3 separate regions of the Mus musculus genome follow, and regions 1 and 2 are each linked to region 3. Evidence: chromatin contacts called from public Hi-C data. All regions are on one chromosome and are shown on one strand. The core of a region is the stretch at or near the end of the contact, and the rest is flanking DNA. Distances in the headings are between cores, read along the strand shown.

Region 1 (3,633 bases), core at 902-3,401, 220 kb after region 3:
GGTTTCCTCAAGTCTCAATTCCTTTCTTCTGCACTCCTACCGAAATACCTGAGACAAAGCCCTTAGTCCCCTCCTCCAGTTCTCTTTCTAGCCTTCTGTAAATTAGGATCCAGAAGCAGTAAATAAGGTTGACTGGTGGCTTACATATAACTGAGAACAACAAGGCAATTTCTTCTTTTAATTTTTAAAATTCTCAGTTATAGGAGATTATAGAATATGAAGAGTTGCTAAGTCACTTGGGAGACATGATGGATGGATATATTCGAATTGACTCCATTCTTCACCATTCTTCTCTCTGGGTTCTCTGTCTTTTCCTAAGAGTAGCTTCCCTCTAGTTTTGTGTACAGATAATATATTGGCATGACAATTATCATACTAAATGTTAGTGGAGACATGACCATTAAAATAATCAAACAGCAGCAGCTTTTAACGTGTTCGTTATTCACTGAGGCAAAGCTGGGGTTAGCCTCCCTCCGTACAATGCTGTTGCTCCCAAGCACTCAATGCTATTGCCTTTGGAGCTTATGATTCATGAGGCAAACGGAGATGGAGATTAAGAAATAACACATTGAAAGTTCCTTACAGAGCCTAGATACAGTCTTGTCCTAGGCCAAACCTCTTTGGAAGGCCCTCATCTCTTTTGACCTTCGTCTTCCCCTTTCTCTCCTCTAAGATTGTATCTGCACTCAGGTAAGATCTCTTTTGTTTGTGTTCACAAATTAAAATGTGTTTATAATTTGAACCTCTTTTATGTTATGAACAAGTCCCTTAGCATCATAACAGATACTCTGGTTTCTTTTGTTGTTTCTGCCTTCACAACGTGTCCATGATGAACACTAAATATATGGAAATCAGGGAAGAGGTGCATTCTGTCCTCAGGAACTTACGTTTCAAAATTCCCACGCGTACTGCGACAAAACAGTCCACCTATTTCACCAGATGCACTAAAGATCATAAAGGATTTCATCCAAGAAGGTGGATCTCCCCTCCATATGGGAAATTGTCTAGTTAGGTGTGCTTTTCTTTCTAACACCATCCTTTGGAGCCCTCGTTTCCATATCAAGGGAGTCTGAAAGAAAGACTATGCATTGTTCTTAAATCTACATCATGTCAAAGGGGAAAGATCCTAGAATTCTGACAGGCATCTTGAGAAAAGGAGAACTGTCCAATGTTTGATGGCGGATAGGATATAAGGGAAAGGCTCCCTCTGGTATATGTTCCACCGAATATCAACATCGAGTATAACACAAAATATATTTTAGTATAACTGTAGAGAAGTCATATTAAAAGTTTTTCTGTATTTGTCTGTTCACGGAGCTCGATGTCACCTCAGTGGGATTCATTGCTTGGTTATGAACGGATAACACGGAAGCAGGAGCTCCCCGACAGTGGGATACACAGCATCCCTCACTCCACTCGACTTGTAGGAAGGAAATAATGATTGCTCATATTGAATTCGCAATTGCTCATGAGCCTGTTGAAACTAGTATTGGTATTTTAGAAAGAGCAACAAAAGCTACATCTCCTTTCTATGATACAGGTAATAAGACATTTTATGTTCCTAGTGTTCAGGGGAGCATCAGAAAATCAATATGAATAAATTCAAGTACAGAGAGGATCTGACCTATTTGAAGATGCAGAGAAAGGCAAATGCTAGCACATATCATAAACACCTTTATCCCGCTCGTATGCAGACACTTGCATGTAGAAAAGGGTTCATGGGTTCCTTAGACATTTAGGCAGAGGGAGAATTGCTGGCTTTTCTTTTTCTTCATTCTTTGTTGTTGTTGTTTAGCGTTTCAAGGCTTATAGCTAAACTGATTTTGAAACTAAATACTGTCATTACAGAAGTTTTTTTTTTTTTTTTCCTGAGTTCTTCCAATTTCTCTGGGGACAAAATAATGGTTGCTTGAAGCAGAGGAGAAACAGTAATTAGGGCAAATAGTAATACTGTGCATGATTGAGGAAAACGTGGGGTGGGGGAGAGAATTCAACACACAGACTTGTACAGCTTGTTACTAGGAAACCACATCAGCATTAAATACAGTGTGCTAATTGGCTATCCTGTTTCTGCCTGGGTACCAGCCTGGGCCTGCTACACAGCTGTTTCTGCTCCTTCTGGTTGCTAGGTAACTGCATCATTTCTTCTCCCCCTCCCCCTTTGTATTCTGGAGGGTAATTGGCTACTTCTGCTCCTGGTGTTGCTGCTGGGTACCAGTCTGGGCCTGCTGCTCTGCTGTTTTCCAGAGGGATTTAGTGGGGGAGGGGAGGAAAGGAGAGAGGAAGATATGCTGGCAATTAATGGAGCATAAGTGCGAATTCTACACAATGTCTGGCACCTGCGTCTCCTTATCCTGCTTTCTCCACTAAACCCTTTAGCTCTGAAAAAAACGCATTAGGCTCTTGAAGTCTTTCCTTTCTCTGTGTGCCTTATGAGTGTAGTTTAAAAGAAATAAGGCATTTAAAGACCAATCACATAAATGATAGATTGGGCCTTCTTATGGAAAAAAAAAACTGGCAAAACATTACACACTGGTATTTGATAGAGGCACCAGGAGAATCTGCACAAACGTTAAAATTACCAAGTCACTAACAAAGCAGCAGCTCGAGCGTCTCCAGGGTAGTACCACTTTCTCTCTTAAACGGACAGGATTCTTTTGTAAGGCTTGTTGATTCACGGTGCACAAAGTACAAAATAAAGTGAACCAAAACATAATAGGATTTTTCCCGGTGGTTTTGTTCCCTACCAAGTAATAAAGGAAGGCCTCTGGACCCTGCTGACTTGGCAGTATAGGTTTTGTTCATCTGGTGTGCACAGCACATATCTTAGGCTTAAGGTCAGTATGGTGTTGCAGCCACAAAAAAATTATAATGCATGTTTTACACAACTTGATCACTTACGGCAGGTAACCAGATACGAAGCAAAATAAATCTGAAGGTAATTCTGGGATTCTTAAAAAGGGTGTTTTTTGTTTGTTTTTAAGTAAAATGTATAATTGCTGTTGATATCACCTGTTCAAGTAGAAGTTTCCATTTCATCATTACTGAAATTCTCACTGGAAGTGTGAGGAGGAGTCTTGAGATGTGAAGTCATGCTCCAAGGATATCCACTTTAAATGGTTGAGAAAGTCTGTGTAAATTGGGGCCCCTTGAAGAGACAGCTCATTCCCCTGGGATGGAGCAGTTTTATTGAGAAAACTCTGAGCATGTCGGTGACTGTACACAGAAATAGTGATCAAAGGCGACTCATTTTTACTGGACACTTATGGCCACTGCTGGTTTTCCATCCTTGCGATGTCCCTGTGCCCTTTTGGAATTCCGTGTGACAGGAAGAGCCTGATGGAGATGCAGACCCTTTCCACTGTTAAGACCAGGCTCTGTGAAATCACTTCTGCTTAACAGGGCTTCATAATCGGTAGGTAGACTCACATTCTGCTAGGTGGATGTCGAGACTGTGGTGTGTCCCATAGGCCAGCAGAAAACCAGCTATCCATTAGTTGCATTCAGCGAGCAAGAAACAAATCTCACCTTTGGAGGATACCACAGAGCAGGTACACGGTTATTTCTGTTGTCTGTATTAAGAGTTCCAGTTGTTAATTACTCCTAAATACTATATATTGAAAAAATGTACCA
Region 2 (3,317 bases), core at 92-2,591, 160 kb before region 3:
GCTGAACTCTTCCCCACCGCAAACTGTATAACAGGACTGACCGCTCTGGGTCCTAAGGACTCTGCAGATTCTCTTATCTGAGCAACGCAAAGCCCTTGGTACCACATTTTAATCTAATTTGTTTCTTTTGTCAGATTTCATCTTCAGGGAGAAGTCTTTGAGGGGCCGGGAGGGGCCATGTCCTATGGGACATTTGGTTTCATTCATTCCTAGGTGGCAGGTTGAAAGGGCAGGGCTGTTAAACTGTGAAGGACAGCTGCAGCCTGATGGGCAACAGGGGAAGGCCCTGGGGATCTCTCTCTCTCTCTCCCTCCCTCCCTCCCTCCCCCCTCCCTCCCTCCCTCCCTCCCTCCCTCCCTCCCTCCCTCCCTCCCTCCCTCCCTCCCTCCCTTTCCTCCTTTCTTAGCTCTGTCTGTCTTCCTATCCAGATACGTGAAGGCTTTTCTTATTTTCATTTTCAATCTAGAGAAGAAATCCGATTTCTGAGAAGGGTTCCAAATGTTATTTCCTCCTCACAGTAGGAGTCTCAGGAGAAAGCTTTGTGCCTAAGGGAGCCAGGAGAGCTTCGAAGCTTTCACCCACGTCTGGTGTTACCAAAGGAGGCTTGGATCGAGGGCTGCAGAGGCTGCGCTTGTTCCAAGTGCTCTCGTGGGGGCAGCAGCCGCTCAGAATGGCGCGGCCCTGTCACTGCCTATCTGCTCATTGAGAGGCAGAGCACATCAGAGGGCCTCTGCGAGGACACTTTGCAGACTATAAATCGGGGATGGAGGAGAGGCTTAATTAAATCAGTCCTGAGGTCACAGGAAGGGAAAGCCCCCTTCTCCCTCCCAGACTTGACCTGTTTCACGTAGCGTGGCAGCCAGAGAACCTCAAAATGTGTTAGCAGGAGTAATGTAAATGTGCTCAGAGGAGCCGGTTCCCAGCCCCATTGTAAGGAGAGAAATCCCATCTAGTCTGCAGACAAGGGAAGATTCTGACCTTCCAATTTAATCCTGTGAACTAAAACCAGAAGAAGACAGCCAGCGAGGCCAAATCGCTGTGTCGGATTGTGATGTTTTAGTACAGGCTTTCTTAAAACATCTTATTTCTAAAGATTCTTGTTATTTGAAGGGACTCTGGGCGGTGTGAGTGAATCCTCCGCCAGAACTGGGTGCAAAGGGTAAGCCATTGGCTGACACCTGTTTATGAGCGAGGCAGCCAGTTAGGACCTAGGGTCTCAAACAGGGTACCAGCCAAGAGGAGCCTGTCAGAAAGGAAAACATGGCTGCCAAGGACGAAGGGAACAGGCTATCGTGGCCTCTGGGCCTTCAGCCCGCTGTGCTGTGCAGGAAGGCTTGGCACACATCAATGGGTCTGCTCTAGTCTTCTCTCCGTGGCTCATGAGTTTGGGGAGTCACTGAGCACACCATGTCTGTCTGTCAACTGCCACTTCGGGTCACCCCTCTCTCTCTAGCCCTCCCCAAGTGTAAAGATAGGATGAGGTGACAGGAGGAAAGCCAGCAGAACATAAATATGGAGACGTCGTCCTTGGATGTGTGATCTTGGCTACATTTGGGACAAACAAACTAGAAGTACCTTTAACTTAGCCCAGCTGGTGTCCATGGTCCTTGAAACTGCAAGAGTGGCTGTATGGCCCACCCTAGGGCACATGGTCCCATGCGTGTCACCAGGTGACAGGAGTCTAGGCCTCTGAATCATCACCCAACCCACCATGTCCATAACTTATGGATCGCCTTCACTTTTCATTCATAATTTTCCTGTGATGCTCTATCCAGCAATTCACCCATACCAATACCATTAGTCTGTCACGTCTGTTAGCGAGATCCATTCTTAACTTAGCATGATACAGTGTGTGTGTGTGTGTGTGTGTGTGTGTGTGTGTGTGTGTGAGAGAGAGAGTAGTGAGTGTGTATGAGTATGTGTGATTGTGTCTGTATGAGAGTGTGTGAATATATGTGAGAGTGTGTGAGTATATGTGAGAGTGTGTGTGTGATTTTTTTCCCCCTTTCTGGAACTTGATGTATTTTCACTGTTCTCCAGTTTCCTTCAAATCAAAGAGGGCCAGAAAGACTAGGCAGTCGAACCATTCCCTCCTCCTTCTAGGAAGGTAGATCAGGGCAGGGAGAGGCTTTATGAAGGAATTAGAGAGGGGAGGGGAGGGGAGGTAAGGTAGAGGACAGAGTGGGGAGGTGAGGAAGGAGGCAGGAGAGAAGGAGAGGGAAAAGTAGGGAGGGAGGGAGAGAGAGAGAGAGCCCTCCCCCACCAATGCTAACACATTAATTGAGCCTGTGCAGATAGTGTGCACACAGTACAAGTGCCCCAGTCTTCTGGGACACCCAGTGCAGGCGTCACTGAGCTCTGACCTTACTCAAGCTTTGGCCCATTTCCATTTCCTGAAGTTCTTTTCTTCCTTAATAAACTCTCTCAGTTTCTATCCTCATCCGTGTATCCCTGATCCAACTCCTTTATCCAGGACACAGGGACCTTGGAAGTCCCAGCAGGTGCTGTCCGGATACCAATACACACCTGAAGCAGCTGTCTTTATCACTATGATGTCTCTAATGGACAGCAAACACGTGAGCAGGTTAGGAGTGGAGAAAGGTGTGTCCTAGGGGCCCTTGTGGGGCAGCGTTAGGGGGCAGGGCTTCACCTCCCATTGAGGAGTGGGTGAACTAGGCCTTTGACTTGGCAGTCAGTCTTCCAGCTGGCTAAGCCTTAGTTATCTCCACTGCAAAAGTCAAGCATCAGACTTGTCTGGCACTAAGGCTGGCTCCGGGGCACTCTAAACTCATGAGCTAAGATACAGCAGTCCACAATTTGAAAATCCGGTAGCATGCTTTTAAAGTTAATTTATGTAAACTACACAACAACAGCAACATTCTTCCTGTGATCCATATATTTATACCCCATTACCAATGCCATTATATATGAATAACTTATTAGATCCAATTTAAAAAAACAGCTAAGGGGAGAAGGATGAAGCGGGCAATGATTCTCCCAGGCTCATTCTGGTAAGCCAGCCATTTGCTTATCTCTTCAGGACTCAGGGTTGCCGCTAAGGCTGGGTCAGAGAAACCAGTAAATATTTTTAATGTGACAGAAAAATCAAAGCATTCTGCGCATCACATGCCGTTGTTACTCCCAGGTTTTATTTCCTTTCTTTTTTTTTAATTATTAGCTATAATATTTCTGACTTTATAGGGTGCAAGCATCCTGTGTGATCGCAAGCAAGGTGAGTGGCAGGTGGCGCCATCTGTGCCCTGCCACATCCTTGTGTGCCACTAGACAGTGCAGGGAGCTGACATGTCACGTTATTT
Region 3 (3,608 bases), core at 95-2,594:
CCTGCTTGAGCTGAAGGGCTTTATTCAGATGTGCAGTGGTTCATGGTCAGCATGGTGCAGGCCTGCAAGCCTGCTTCTATAGCCGCTGAGGGCTTGTGTGAAGTGCCATTCAAGCTTCGTGATGGCATCCCATAATATAAGGCCCTTAGGTAATGTGACACTATGTCTCCAAGTACACTGTCTCCCCAGTGGAACTGTGGGGCCTTTATTGTTCCATTTATAGATAGGACATGACATAACCTGTCCTCTAGACAGGGGCAGCTAGGCAGAGCAGAAGGGTCTCCAGCACCAAGAAGGATATGACCATTGGGCTTCTGAATTCCACTGTGGATCAAATCAGTCTGAATGCTCCAGCCACTGTATCAGCCCCATCTGCCCTGTCATTTAAGAAGTGAAACTTAGGACCTGTGCTGTGTGCTGTCAGCGGACATGTGCCGCGCTATCTAGGGAGAGGGTAGTTGGATGTACTCACTGTTCTGAAAAGTTCTGAGAACACGGTGGGTCAGCACATCCAACAAGAAAGTTTTATTGTTCTATCTATCTATCTATCTATCTATCTATCTATCTATCTATCTATCTATCTATCTATCGCTTTTGTCCTAAATAGTTGATTTTTCCCCCCCAAATGGGAGGGCTTTGACAAGAAAAGAAAAAAAAAAAAGAAAAGAAAAGTGCTACGGTCTGCACTGAGAATATTTTGGGGTTCCTGAAGAAGAATGAGGGTTTTTCCAGGGGCCTAAGGCTTTGCTCTCTTCACCCCTAACTCTCTGAGAACTCAGATCCTTCTTTCTTTGGGAGGCTTGGGTTGTGGAGCAGGCAATTGGCCAGGCCGTGGGTAGTTCACAAATTTGTTCGTTTGAACCAGGAGCATAGACATCCCCAGTACTATGTAAAGCTTCCTTCAACCCCAGCCTATCTTCCAGAACAGAAGCTCATTTCTATCCAACAGGCTTCCCTGAGAACAGCCGCTGTCCACTGAGGCAGCTGACTACTAAGTCATGTTTTAATATCACTAATTCGTTTGTCTGCGCTCTTGGTCTGGCTTTCTCTATCTTCATAGAAACGAGGGAGGGAAAGGAAACAGTCGATGCTGATGCAGCCGGGGAGGCTGGAGACTCAACGTAGAGTTGGCGAATAGTTATGTTTGAGCAACAGAGTCACACCTTGTCCTGCCTGTCTCCCCAGCCTGTCCCCCACCCCACCGGCAGTGCCTCTTCACAATTCCCCAGCTTGACAGCTTGCTACCTGCCTGGCTCTGGCGGCTCAGCTCCCAGCTGCTCCCCTGGGCCTCTGTCTGGTTTGTCAGTGGGCTGCGTCAGCATCACGCCACACTATCTCCCGTTGGCCCAGCGCTCAACGCCTGACGGGCCAGCCCTCTCTCCCTTCTCTGCTGGGGCCAATGGGAGTCCAGGGAAGGTTTTGGTTACAAAGGAAAATAAAATAAATAAGTCATACTCCTGCACTCAGGAGCCAGGGCGAACCATCTTCACGGCCTCGTAAATCTTTCCTTTTAAATGTGTCCTTCTCTTTCTAGGTGCCCCTCCCAGCTCCTCACTCCCTTGGGCTGGTTGCTGCTCATAGTGCAAGGAATACAAAATGAGATCCTGGGAACTGGCCCTCCCTTTGGGAGTGTGCATGTAGCCAGCAGGAGAGAACGCATGGCAGTGCCAGCCTGCTGCTGGCCCTTACCCTGACTTACACCTCAGTCTGCCAGTTCACCTTAGAAGCCTGCCACTCCTCTTCTGGGCTAATGACCCCAACTCTGCTTCTTTATTTCTCACTCAGTGGAGGTGGGGGGATTAGTGTCATGTCTTATTTAAAGAGCCTAGACATTTTTTTAAACCTTTAGTTTATAAGACATTTTGTTAAACCTTGTTGCCCTGATCTCTTGTGCAAGGTTTTGTTCTGTTTAAGGACACATACCTTAAGGCAAAGGACTTATTATCTCCCGCCCTGAATGTGGATAAAAGTGCTTGAAAGTTGGAATCCTGGGGGTCTGGGGAGAGACTCAGACCTCCTGAAGGAGCGGAAGAGAACAGGGTGGGCACTGAGGGACACATTCTGAACAGAGTCTCTGCCTCCTCTGAACTGTCTCTGGGAGCTCTTATCGGGGTCCACCTGCTGTAGGACCAAAGCCCTAACCTTACAGGTAGAGGCCATCTGAAGGAATCAGGTCCAATCAAAGGGCTGGCATAGAGATGGTGTATAGGAGAAGTCAATTCTTTGCTGGTATAGTGATGAGATTTTTATGAAATACTCTTTTGGTGAATAGGGTAACCACCAAATTCCTTTAAGGTCTAGGATAAAAGGGGTTTTTACTGAAGAACCTCTGAGTGTCACAAAGAGATGGATTTACTGCAAAGTCAGTGACTTGTAACCTTAAGGTTCTTCATTTATGAGGCTCCATATTCATGGATCTGAGGTTGACCAAATAATACACTAAGCAGAGGATTTGCCTGTGGGAGTAAGAGATCTGCTTAGGCTCTGTTTGAACAAAATTCTATCTGTCTGTCCTATCGATCTATTGATCCATCCATCCATCCATCCATCCATCTATCTATCTATCTATCTATCTATCTATCTATCTATCTATCTATCTACCATTTTATTTGTTCGAGACAGGTTTCTCTGTGTAGCCCTGGCTACCCTGAAATTTTCTTTGTAGACCAGGCTAGCATCCAACAACTATCCACTTGTCTCTGCCTTCTAAATGCTAGGACTAAAGGTGTATTCCACTAAACCCACATGTTCAAAATGTCTCTATCAGGATCCCAGGCTGTTATGAGAATTTGGAGTTTAAAGAGTGGCAGGAAATTGGCTTTGGGTAGATGAGTCTTCCTTCTCCCAAAGATTTCCTGTCCTATACAAAACGGCACCAAGGGGCAGGAAGAGAATGTGTCCATGAGAATTCAGGTTGCCTCTTGCTTGGGAATGGAGGTAGAGAAATTTTCTTATAGGCTATCAATAAGATGCCTGAAGATGGTAGTACTTTGTATACAGGGAGTAAGCAGATTTTTAAATATGCACAGCCAGAAACTACTTTGCAGAAAATGTCTTCAAATCCTATACTTCATCTTTGTGAGGAAAAGCTTGGTCCATGTCTTCTCTGATTTGATAGCTATCCTAGAAGCTTCCCAGGCAATGCCTCTAATGGGTTCTGAGATTGAAGAAAGCCCTTTCTGAACTGTAGATAATGAAAGGAAACGTTTGAACAACCATGAAAGAGCAAAGGCAAATTATCATTCTATTTCCCCTTCATAAAACTATTACTTAACCATTCTCACATGCACAAGTAATGAGAGGATCCAGCCCACAGTTTAAAGGGTCAGCCATTGCAGAGGTGTGTCAGATGTTGACTCACAAACGATTGCATCATTGCTCTGGATTTATAACATATGCAATAATTGCTCACTACAAATGTACCAGGTTTTGCTTTCTTATTCCAAATATGTGTTCTTTCTTATATACCTGATTTCATGTTTATCTTCTAATTTGATTTTCCTGGAAGATACTTCCAAGTTTTGTGACCTTTGAGTATATCATAAGGTGCATATTTGCCCTCGATGCATCTGGGTGATAGCTAGGTGACAGTAACCAATGGTATTTCT

The links. A called contact is a pair of places that touch in the nucleus more often than the background predicts.
Region 1: a Hi-C map of the N1E-115 cell line shows a contact between it and region 3, with 4 times the contacts expected there. The contact joins two enhancer-like sites. A contact is called at or near these places in 2 of 39 promoter capture datasets (the C10 cell line and pre-B cells) and 2 of 484 Hi-C or Micro-C datasets (the N1E-115 cell line and nephron progenitors).
Region 2: a contact with region 3 is called in a Hi-C map of the N1E-115 cell line, with 9 times the contacts expected there. The contact joins two enhancer-like sites. A contact is called at or near these places in 11 of 484 Hi-C or Micro-C datasets (the N1E-115 cell line, bone marrow-derived macrophages, cortical glia and 7 more), 5 of 115 datasets of contacts at active chromatin or transcription factors (differentiating embryonic stem cells, embryonic stem cells, neural progenitor cells and 2 more) and 1 of 9 other capture datasets (embryonic stem cells).

What each region holds. Positions count from the first base shown.
Region 1 is chr1:64,065,574-64,069,206 of GRCm38.p6, reverse strand. All of the region lies in intron 2 of Klf7 (Kruppel-like factor 7 (ubiquitous)), which reads left to right. Among named protein-coding and RNA genes, the nearest start is that of Gm13748, 12 kb to the left of the region's middle. Within about 2 kb of position 2,151, at least 27 of the 459 cell types and tissues checked have an H3K27ac peak or open chromatin away from gene starts, as enhancers often do. A contact at or near this core is called in the N1E-115 cell line, where this site is marked.
Region 2 is chr1:64,443,560-64,446,876 of GRCm38.p6, reverse strand. No RefSeq gene overlaps it. Among named protein-coding and RNA genes, the nearest start is that of Gm36148, 72 kb to the left of the region's middle. Within about 2 kb of position 1,341, at least 159 of the 459 cell types and tissues checked have an H3K27ac peak or open chromatin away from gene starts, as enhancers often do. A contact at or near this core is called in the N1E-115 cell line, where this site is marked.
Region 3 is chr1:64,287,002-64,290,609 of GRCm38.p6, reverse strand. The region is part of intron 1 of Gm35803 (a long non-coding RNA gene); the gene reads right to left. Among named protein-coding and RNA genes, the nearest start is that of Gm35803, 9.5 kb to the right of the region's middle. Within about 2 kb of position 1,344, at least 46 of the 459 cell types and tissues checked have an H3K27ac peak or open chromatin away from gene starts, as enhancers often do. A contact at or near this core is called in the N1E-115 cell line, where this site is marked.